Linked DNA regions of Mus musculus: region 2 is linked to region 1. Evidence: chromatin contacts called from public Hi-C data. All regions are on one chromosome and are shown on one strand. The core of a region is the stretch at or near the end of the contact, and the rest is flanking DNA. Distances in the headings are between cores, read along the strand shown. Region 1 holds the start of Eif2s1 (eukaryotic translation initiation factor 2, subunit 1 alpha). Region 2 holds the start of Psen1 (presenilin 1).

Evidence for each region. Hi-C and Micro-C count contacts between places; a contact is called where the count stands out from the background.
Region 2: a contact with region 1 is called in a Hi-C map of CD8 T cells, with 3 times the contacts expected there. The contact joins the promoter of Psen1 here to the promoter of Eif2s1 in region 1. A contact is called at or near these places in 2 of 484 Hi-C or Micro-C datasets (CD4 T cells and CD8 T cells).

What each region holds. Positions count from the first base shown.
Region 1 is chr12:78,859,357-78,864,991 of GRCm38.p6, forward strand. Eif2s1 (eukaryotic translation initiation factor 2, subunit 1 alpha) reads left to right here and starts at 2,716. Exons shown (of 8, transcript NM_026114.3): 1 at 2,716-2,824. Atp6v1d (ATPase, H+ transporting, lysosomal V1 subunit D) reads right to left here and starts at 2,282. Exons shown (of 9, transcript NM_023721.2): 1 at 2,063-2,282. The coding sequence starts at 2,103.
Region 2 is chr12:83,684,990-83,690,624 of GRCm38.p6, forward strand. It overlaps Psen1 (presenilin 1), which reads left to right and starts at 3,163. Exons shown (of 12, transcript NM_001362271.1): 1 at 3,163-3,304.

The sequences.
Region 1 (5,635 bases), core at 1,466-3,965:
CCCCCCCCCAAAAAAAACCTATCATTTCTCCTGTCTGAGCCCAAAGAAGCCCATTTTTCACCTTGTAGTCTTAAATTAAAAGTCCCAAAATAAAAATAAAAACATACCAGCATTACAAATAGTGATTAAATATGGCCAGACATTATTTATAACAGTAAGACCACTAGCAGCAAAGCAAAAAGGTGAGCGCCATTCTGGCTCACACAGGTGTGCCTGGGCACTTTAAAGAGCATGAGTTGCACTCAGGCAGGCTCAGAAAAGGGAAAGTCCACCTGTGGCTGTGTCAACTGTGCCTGCTCTCTGACAGGAACAGAAGTCAGGATTCTAGCCTCCCACAGAGACACAGAGACCCTGTCCTGGTTGATTACCTTACGAAGAAGGGTTCTCTCAGATCCCTGACACATTTATGAGTTAGATAAACTATATATTCAATTAAAAACCCTTTTTCTTTCAAAGAGAGGTCTAGGATCTATCAATCAGATGTCAGCTAAAACCAGTATTTAGTTCTCCTATGGGCTTTGAGTTTTGTTTGTTTGAGGCAGGCATGGTTATTTCTACTTTTAGGTGCTGGGGATTCAACCCAGGGCCTTTTGTATGCCAGGCAAGAGCTCTGCCTCTGAGATATTACTCAGTGGCATTACAGTTGGGGCTAGTGGCTGGGGAGTGGGGAGGAGAACTGTGGTCATCCTAGGATATGTCCTTGTGTTTCCAGAAGCCACCCTGGAATCGGATGTCTCAGTAAAGTTTGGATGGGGCCATTACATGCTGGCTTTGGGATCACCCTAGGGTCGTCCTGATCTTTAGCTGTTTCACGAGCACTGCACTTCCCCACAGCTGGCAGGTTTGTACAGTTAGTATAACTTGCCATTTCAAAGCCATTGGGGAGAAGGTTAAAAGTGTTTTGTTTTGTTTTTAAATAATTAAACCCTTTCATTCACTCAGAGCTACATATACCCTGGCAGAGACAGAAACTCATTCTGTGGTTTAAATGAAACTATTTAAGAGTCCTTGGGTCTATAAGTAAAAAGGCATAGGATAAGGTAAACAATACAGTCTGTCTCTCTCTCTCTCTCTCTCTCACACACACACACACACACACACACACACACACACACACACACGCAAAACCCTAAACAGGCCCCAAAACAGGACCACAGTGAGAGACCTAATTATCAGAATAAAAACTGATTTCCTTCTTCAGGAACAATTGAAGATGAGAGCACAAATACCCTTTTCTTTCCACAAGTTATTATATGTATTTGAGAAAACTTCAAGTTTTCACTTCATCACTTCTCCTAACAAGGATGTTAACCCAAAGCAGAAAGGCGGCCTGTAACTGAGCACATCCCAAGCAAGGGTTCAAGGAACAATTTTCTGTGGACCTTCTATGCATTAAAAAGATGCCTCCTTCATCCAGGAGACAGCCCAAATAAATACCCGCGTGACAGTGTCATGAGTGACACTTGCTAGACGTAAAGAGTGCAGTCATCACAGGGCTATAGGAATACCTCAGAAATGCAGGGATATCTTCCCACAGCAAATAACACTTGACGGGATCCAAGACTGAAACCTACAGCTGCGAGAGGGTGACACATTCAATGTCACTTTGGCTGAGGGGCCTTCTAGCTGCTTCCCTGTCACATAACTTCCCGTCTGGGAGCTTTGGTCAGACCTCAGCGTCTACATCTCAATCCTCAGCAATGATGAGCCCTGGGAGGTAGAGATGGCGCCGACGGCTCAGTTATGTAAACTCCGTGTGTGGCTCAAAGGGTGTGCGGAATGAGTGAGTAAAGGCATCGACCTCCAAAAGCTGCCAGCAGGTGAACCCCCTTTTCCTGTGGACTGGAACCACTTTCTCCGGCCTCTTCTCTCAGAAACAGCAGGGGAGGGGAGCGTTGGAAAGAAACCTCGCTCGGAACTCAGAGGAAACGAAGACCCTGGGGAAAGCTCAAGGAGCGACCCAGAAACCAAGGAACCTTGCTGGTGGCCAAGGGTACGCAGGAATGCGCGCCGGGAAGATGTGCCTGAACACGGTTGTCGCTTGTCCTAGTCTTTAACTTACATTCGCGAAGGGAAGATTTCAATCCGGTCTTTGCCCGACATCCTGACGGTGACTCGGCTCGGGCCCCCCGGCGAGACAATCGGGACCGCAACACCTCCAGAACCGGTTACCCCAGTGCCCGCCTCCACGGGAGTCAGCTGACCGGGTCACTTGACAACTGCGTTGCTAAGAGGCAACCAGGAAACCGGTTCCCACTTCCGGTTCCTGTTGGGCGAGGACTGAGGGAGGGGGAGGAGACGGAATGCCCGGATGTGGAAGCGCGCACAGTCCGGAATTCCGGGTCTCTCCACCGCCCCTCCCTCCGGCGAGTCGCCGGCACCCAGCACGCTCTGAGGGATGGGTCAGGAGAGGATCACGCTCCTCCTCTTCCTCGGCTTTCCGCCATTCGTCACAGCGCCCTCTCTTGGTTGACTAAAACTTAAAGCGATCATCCTGGAGCAAGAAACAGAAACTTACCTCTCCTTTAAACCTAGCAAGTTCCCTCCGCAAAAAAATCTATAAATACCAGGGGCAGTGACTCTTCAGCTCGTCCCTTGGTTCACACCGCCCATATTAGGAGGACCAAGACTCTATGGTTAGTGGCAACGAAGGATCCTTTTCTGTCGGCGCCTGCGCAGTGAGAGGTGGCTCCGCATGCGCGCTGGGTTGGGCGAAGCGCACGCTGAGGAGCTTCGGCGTCCGGGGTTGGTGTTCCGAGTCTCCTCGTTGCCACTAAGCAGCACGGCGTGGGACCCTACTTCGGGATTCACACATCCACTTCAGGTGACCGGCCCCGCAGCTTGCTCTCCCCGAGGATTCGCCTTGGTTTTGTCCAGTGCGGCTAGGCCCCGGGCTACCCCCCCTTTCCCGTTCTTGCGCGGGAAGTGTCTGGACCCCGTCGCCACCGCCCGCTGGTGATTTCCTGCGCCCTCTCGCCAGCCGGTGTCTGCTCCTGCGAGCCAGAAACGTGGCTGGACGGGCGGAGGAACCCCTGAAGGAACGTGGGCCAAGTAGATTTTTACAGCCTCCTTAAAGATGTCTTGTGGTGGGGAGGCCTCTGGAGAACCCTCGACTCCAGTCCCACTCCTAGTTCAAGACGATTGCTTTTACCGGACCGGAGAATTTGGGCTTTTTTTTTTTTTCTTTCTTTTATCCTTCTTTTCAGCCCCAAGATACTGCCAAAACTTTTCTCTCTGTGGAGACTGAACTTTTCGCCAAAGAAACAATAGGATAAACCACCATATTTAAGTTAAAAAAAAGTCCAAAATGGAACTATTAGTGTTGAGGTCGTTAAGTTTTCGCTCTAGCTGTGCATTTCTGTATGAGTGAATTCCTGGAATTTAAAATCAGCTGTTGAAGTTATTTGCCCTGTTTGGGTAACTGCGAAAATAAAACTGGAGTTTTGTAATTATGGACGCTGAAAGCGTAAAACTTTAGAGTTAAGTGTGTACTCGCATTGGGGCTCTTAAACACCCCCTTATATTTAGGATGCTTTAATTTCCACTAAGGAACAAACATTGTTTCTTGAAGAAAGGGTACATCAGAAAAGTCTTGATTTTTCTCCTCCTCAAGTTGTTGTTAAAGAGGTGGAGACCCTCGACAGTTCATCAAAAATGTCAGTTATGAAATTGTAGTGCTTTTTCTGTGCCTATGATGCCAGATGGTGGGCCCTGATTCTCAAAAGACTTAGTTGTACTAGTAAACTTTAGAGCTGAACAGCGTTTTCCCAGCGTGGTACATTTTATTTTGGAATGTTCATTGCCCATATCTGCTATGGTGACATGACAATGTACCGACTCTAGAAGTTAACAGGGGCAAAATACTAATAATGCAAGGTATTTGAAACTAGCTTTGAAGTGTGTTTTTGTTTGTTTACATCAGAACACATACAGTCTGTATGGCATTAACTACAGAAGTGGGATCCCTTGTGAGAGGTGTGAGGTACACATATCTTTAATCCCAGCACTGAAAATGCTTGAGGCCAGCCAGAGCTGCACAGTGAAACCCTGTCTCTAAAGGGGGGGTGGGAGAGCCCTTAACATTGTCATACTGTGTGTGATACAGGGAAACTTTGTGGATATCAGATTTTGTGTTAAAGACTTGAGTTTAGTTCTTGTTTTTAGTGTATATTATGTATCTGTCTTTGAAGTCACTTATATTTCTGTTCCTTGGTTTCCTGTTAATACTTTTTTGGGCCTTTTCAGAACACCTTGTAATCCTAATTTGTTTTCCCACTAGTACTTAATTCCCTAGGGAGGGATTTTTGTGTCAGAATTGCTTAATACTAAGTAATGACTACCCCCAAAATTGTTTTAACAGATTAAATTGCAAAATGAAAAAAGTCAGAATGCTTTGAAAATTATCAAAAAGGACTGAATAAATTCTTGATTTCTGTTTTATTGACAGAAAAAAAAAAACATGGGCTCTTTTTTAAATAATTGTTTTTATGAATTGATTTAGTCAATCAGCCAACAAGTAAGTTCTTTGTGACACGAATCCCTTTGTAGTTTCAGAATACTTTCTTTCTACTGTAAGTAATATACCATTTCATTATTTACTCCATATTCTGCAAACAGATTTGTGCCTTTTAAAGTAGTGGCCATGTTTCCATTCTGTGTTCTCTTACCCTGTTGCCTGTAACCTTTAACCAGCTGATGAAGACAAAAAGCATCACCTTTTTGGATGCTACTATTTGGAGAAATTTGCTTAATAAATATGACTAGCAGCTTTTAAATCTCCTAGCATTGTTAGACATTTTTCTACAGTGTTTATTTTGATGCTTACTTTGGAAGTCTTTGTTTAATTCCCGAGTTTTCTCTATACAGATATTTGAAAGCATTTGCATTCCCTCCCTTAAGAGAAGCTCTGTTTAAAAAATGGAACTGCTGTTTCCAAATGAGTATTCTAGCTGAGTAGATACTTTCTTTTATTTACTAAATCCCTGTTTTGTTGAGCAGAGGAGAAATGAATCCGCCACATGTTACTTTTAGATAAACAGTACTTTCACTTCTGTCCTGGTAGTTTGGCCGAGTATGTGATACATACGTCCAACACTTGAGTGTCTATCAGGGTTACTTTTTGATCGTGTTAGATGTTGCTAAGATATTTGTTAATATAGTCTAATTTTAAGAGCACAAATAGTTCAAAATTTAATAGGCTCAAATTTTGACTTCCACCACATATCAGTATATAAAGGGGCAAGTTGCTCAGCCTGCACCTCCATTTCCTTATCTTCAAATAGGGAGAACTAGAGAGAACGTGGTATGTCAAAGAGCTAGGCAATGGCCAGATCATGTAATAGTCATACTGATAGAAACAGATGCGCAAGTGCCACATACATCTTCCCAGTTGGTAGTGGGACTATGTGCATGTCTGGTTGTTGGGGGTGGGGGTGTTTGTTTATTTATTTTTCGGGGCAGGGTTTCTCTGTATAGCCCTGGCTGTCCTGGAACTCACTTTGTCAGCCAAGCTGGTCTCAAAACTCATAGATCTGCCTAGAAAGTAAGTTACTAAAATGTCACATTTATTTTCTTAGGCCTTTGGGCGATAGTTACTACCTATCTTCTGAGTTCTGACAACAGTAAGTAGGTTATG
Region 2 (5,635 bases), core at 1,913-4,412, 4.8 Mb after region 1:
TTGAGAGACTAGGTGTAATTTCCTTGCCCTTCCCTATGTGAGTCTTAAAAGTGACCAAGTTAAAAACAGTTAGAAATACCTGCAAAATAAATGATTAAAAACATGAATGAAGACATTTTTCTCAAGCAGTGTTTTTAAATTGTATGCCACATCACTTATTATTAGTTGCACTGATAGCCTTTATAAGAGTTGAATTGTGTAGTAGCCGAACCCTCCTTTTTTCCCTCTTTCTTTGTAAGGGGATGTTTTGCTCTGGCAGTCTTGGAACATCTTGCTATAGCAGTGTGACCTTGAACTCATAGAGATCCTCCTGTCTCTGCCATTGTGGGTGCTGGGACTAGAGGCATGCACCACCACTGCTAGAACCTTACCATTTTAAGTCTACTTCTCCCAGAGATTCATTCCATTGAAGTCCTTTCCTGTCCTTTTTTCCTCCCTGCTTCCTTCTGTCTCTCCTTGGCTTTATTTAGGCACCTGTCTGCCCTTGGAGCTCAGTTGTAGAACTCAGTATTTTGCCTCCACTTCCAAAATACTAAGAAACAAGTCAGACAATACTCAGATTCCCTTTTTTATTATTATTATGTATATGAATACACACCAGACTAGGGCATCAGACCCCATTACAGATGGTTTTGAGCCACCATGTGCTTGCTGGGGATTAAACTCATGACCTCTGAAAGAGCAGTCAGACCTCTAAACTGCTAGGCAATCTCTCTAGCCCACTCAGTTCCTTTTTGATAACAAAAGGAAAAATGAATAGTTCAACAGTTTTTTATTTTTTCCTGGCAGCTTTACATTGTTGGTAGTTGTACCCAATTATAGAAACTGAGGAAACATATTTTGATTTCTAGGCGATATTCTAAATAAAGGCAAATTTTTCATTGAAAGATATTTCTGTAGGAAATCATTAAGTTTCTGTGAGCAAAAGTGAATTCTGGTCATATGCAAATATTACTTACCTTGGAGTCATTGTTAGGAAAACCTGGCCTGATTGACTAGGTCCTGGCTTCTAGTGACTGCATTCCTAGTCTTGCCTTGCAGGCTCCTCTCCTAAGTGACCTAGTCAATCAGGCCAAGTCATTTCCTGCTTCACTCATTAGTTGCTACTGGGTTTTCTCATCTTCCTATTGCCAGGTTTTGAATAATGGGGAAAATAAATGCTACACTGCAGAAATTCTCACTATTCTTTGGCACTGTTTGGTCATTCTTAGGTTTTAGTGTTTCTAGACCCTCAATGCTATATTACATTGAAAAAATAGAAAATTATTTAGTATGTGCCTTTCAAATGTCTCAGATCTTATTCACATAGTTAGAAGTGTTGTGTGCCTTGATATTTCCGTGGGTGCCCGAGTGGGATACATTAGCTTCTCTTGGCACTCTATAAACATTGTCTGTCTATTTGATATTCATTGGTGGTTAATGTTTAATCACCTTTGCCCTTCCCTGGTGTCAGTCTTCCCATGTCATTTATGTAATATTTGTGTTTATATCCCTAAAAAGGAATATAGAAAACAGAAGTATCTGTAGTCTACTCAGTTCCTGTCCCCCCTCCCCTTTGAGGGTTTACTTTTACAAGAATCTATTGGAACACTGAGTGTAAATACAACTGCCATTTTTGTCCATTAGACAGTTCTCTTGCTCATAGCTTTCATTCATGAGTATTTTTTTTAAGATTTATTTATTTATTATATGTAAGTACACTGTAGTTGTCTTCAGACGCACCAGAAGAGGGCGTCAGATCTCATGGTTGTGAGCCGTCATGTGGTTGCTGGGATTTGAACTCAGGACTTTTGGAAGAGTAGTCAGTGGTCTTAACCACTGAGCCATCTCACCAGCCCCATTCATGAGTTTTATAACCTAGGTGAACTAAGATTTGTTGTAGGACAGTGAGATTTTTTTATATATATACCAGTACTCCACGAACATCTTTGCACAAAAATGTTTGTCGAAATTGCTTCTCTGTATAGTTTACAGCATTTGCCATTCTACCAAAAGATCGCAATTAATGTAGTTTGCAAATGGCTTTTAGTCTATGCTTGTTTAGCAAGTGTATTGAGCTTGTTCTGTACTGTCTACAATTTTCTGCCTTCTTCCCATATAAGTAAATGATTGAGGGTATAAGTAAATGATTGAGGGAAAACTACCCAAGGTTATGCTATGTCTCCTCCCAGTTGCCATTCCGCTGGCGGAAAAGACTAAAGTATCAAGATCTTAAGCATGAAAATAGTGAAGTCTGAGTTTATTGAAGCAGGGTTGAGAATGTTGGGAGAAAATGGAGATGGATGCTCTACTATTTAGAACGAGGCCTTCTGGGAAGTAGAAAAAAGGAAGTTTGACCCAGTGTATCTTAGTTTGACCTGTAATTTGCTAGGAATCCCAGTCCGATTTCAACTCACTGTCCTGCCCCATCTCCTCCTGAGTGTTATGATTTCAGATACAACACCATCCCGATGTATTTGTCTCTGTTGGGAGTAGAATCTAGTTCCTCGTGTGTGCTCCTTAAGCACATTAGCCGTTTTCTGGTTATTTGGGATTATGAATAATTTCTCTGTTGTTTTTTGCCCAAGTGAAATGTGTGGTGTGCTGTTGATAATTGTCTCTCCGATTAAGGAAAATCTGAGGGATGTAAAAATCAAGATAGGAAACATTCTTTGCTTTCTAGAAGCTTGCCATCTGGGAAGACTTTCAGACTCGGAACCTAGACTAATAGGATATTTCTCAGGTTCTGTTTACCCACCAATCGCTTTGGTTTATTGAGAGTACAAACAGTAAATTTTATCCGTTTTGAGGAACTGTTCAAATAAATACTGTGGAGAAATGGGAAGTGTTGGATTTAAAATGTCACTACAAAACAAGGCACGGTGTCCCCACACATGGAAACCAAATAAATAGGTTCAAGCCCATCCTTTCCTACAAGGTATGTTTGATACCGGCAGGGAACGCTCGAATCGCAGTCTCAACCAAAAACAAGGGAAAATGTCACTTGTAGACTGGAAGAACGCTAGACGCGCCTCAAACCCTAGAGAGGCCTCAGGTCGCGCACATCCTTACATCTATGCGAGTGGATTAGGCCAGCTCCAGCCCCCAGCCCTCGTGGCCTGCGCGCGCCACCGGAAGCTCCGTCCCCTCCCGGGTCTAGGGGCCAACGTCGCCGAGGCCGGAAGTTGCGACACCGGTGAGACCTCTAGGGCGGGGCCTAGGACGACCTGCTCCGTGGGCCGCGAGTATTCGTCGGAAACAAAACAGCGGCAGCTGAGGCGGAAACCTAGGCTGCGAGCCGGCCGCCCGGGCGCGGAGAGAGAAGGTGCGTGCCCAGGGTGTGCGGGGCGGAGGGTGTCTCTGCCGGTCGTGTTCACCGTCGCCTGCCTGCCGGGGGTCCGGGCGGGCCTGTGTCTCCGAGGGCCGCGCTGCGGGCGTCTCTAGGGATGAGGGGCGGGGTCCAGGCGGGCGGAGATCGAGGAACCCCGCGTGGGAAACGGGGTGAAGCCGGTTTCTCGGAACCCAGCCGGGGCCAGACTGAGAGCAGCCTTCTCCGAGCTTTGGTACCCCGGAAGTGCTGGCTTCCCCGGGCGGCCGGGAGCAGATGGCTGGCATCAGGGGTGGCCTCTCGATCAGAGTGGAGCTAGAGATAGAGGAAGCGCCCTAGGCTGGGTCGCCTTGAGCAACTGGTGAAACTCTGCGTCTGGTGCCCCGAGTGTGTCATAGTCCAGAAGTGAGTGAGTGGCACTCGGGGCTAACTTCTCAGTGTGTCTGTTGGCAGGCGAAGAGTCGTATGGCGCTTGTTCTTTCTTCAGAACTGTCACGATGCATGTGTCTGACGCTTGTAGGCGCCTTTAGTGTTTGCTAGTTCTTCCCTTTCACGTTTTCAAATGTGGCACTGCCGCGAACAGAGGCTCAGGCACATCCGCCTGGTAGTGGAGGACGGAGTGCATGAGACAATTGAGGTAACTTTTTACATAACTAGGAGAAATGAGAGTTCCAGTAACAGAAACGTAGAAGAAACGTGAGCAGGACAGGCGATCTGTTCAACTAACGCATAAGATTGACTGGGTTCAAGTTTGGAGAATGAGAGAGAAATAAGGAAGTTAGGCAGTGGTTTGGAAATAGTACTTTTGAAGTGACAGCGGGTGAAGATGGCCTGAGGTCAGAGCTGTAAACTGTAAACATGGGTCACTTAAGTAGATTTGCTGTTTGATGTTGGAGCAGAGAACTGGGTGGACACTTAGGGAACACAACAAAGAGCCAGGTAGAAGGAGGACAACGAGGCTGCTGAGGAGGACGAATGCAGAAACCACAATAGTGCAGTGTCACAGAAGCTGAGAAACACGGAAGCTTCAGGGAGCATTGTCAGCGATAGGAATGAAAGGCCTGGTGTTGTTTTAGAAGGATCTCTGTACCATTGTACCCTTGAAAGATGAGCGTGAACCACAAATACTAGTTTTAAATGTTCCCACAGACACTTTTTTAAAAAATTTTTTAGAGGTTTATTTATTTATTATATGTGAGTACATTGTAGCTGTCTTCAGACACCCCAGAATAGGGCATCAGATTTCATTACGGATGTTTGTGAGCCACAATGTGGTTGCTGGAATTTGAATTCAGGACCTTCAGAAGAGCAGTCAGTGCTCTTAACAGCTGAGCCATCTCTCCAGCCCCACAGACACATTTTTAAAGGTAACAAGAAGCAGTTGAAATTAGTCTTAATGATTTGTTAATCCAGTGTAGCTAACAGTTTCATTTTTAACAGGAAATCCGTGTCAAATTAACTTGTCCTCTCTAGATAGTTAGGAGGCTCTTCAGTGACCAGAAGCAACCCCTGACTACAGTATCCCCAGCACCTGGCACAGTGTTTCCTTGTCTAAAAGAAACCTGATTCCTATTTGCTGCTCCAAGAATCCCTATTTGGTTTTCAGATGTCTTTTCCAGTTCCTTGTTTGAGTGAAAGCAGAAAGAATTTATGCAAGTTAATTAGATGTAAATATTCGTTTTTAATTTAAAAATACTTGTATTCCATCCATTTCCACAGAAGGTAGAGACATTGACTCACAATAAAAATAACTTCATTACAGAATTATTAAAATAACTTTGGGTTGAGTCTTTATAATTTCCAGGTATAGGCGGTGCTTTAGGAGTCCCAGCTACTTGGAAGGCTGAGCTGGAAAATCACGGCCAGCCTGGATAACAGAGATGGTGAATGACTCGAGAGTAGAGCGAATTCATCCACCTGATCTAACCTAGGATGGCCTGTAGTCTGTTTGACAGTACAGATAGAGACCATGTTGAGTCTTATTCTGTGGGTGTGATATGTATGTGTGTGCACCTCTACTTTATATGCAAAGCTGAAGTCTTTGCCTATATGCTCACAAATTCAGAGGCCAGAGGAGGACAGGGGGAGCGTTTCTCCACTGTTTATTGCCTTACTTAAAAAACAAAAATGTTATTTTTGTGTGCAGGGTTGGGGGGGCTTCCATAGTAATATTCGGAAGTCTGAAGTTAGCTCTCTCTTCCCACCTTTATATTAGTACTGGGTACTGAGCATAGGTCTCCGGGTATGTGGGACAAGTACCTTTACTGTCTGAGCCATCTCGAGAAGTCTCCCCCCACCCCCACCCCCACCCCCGCCCCCTGGGCCTTT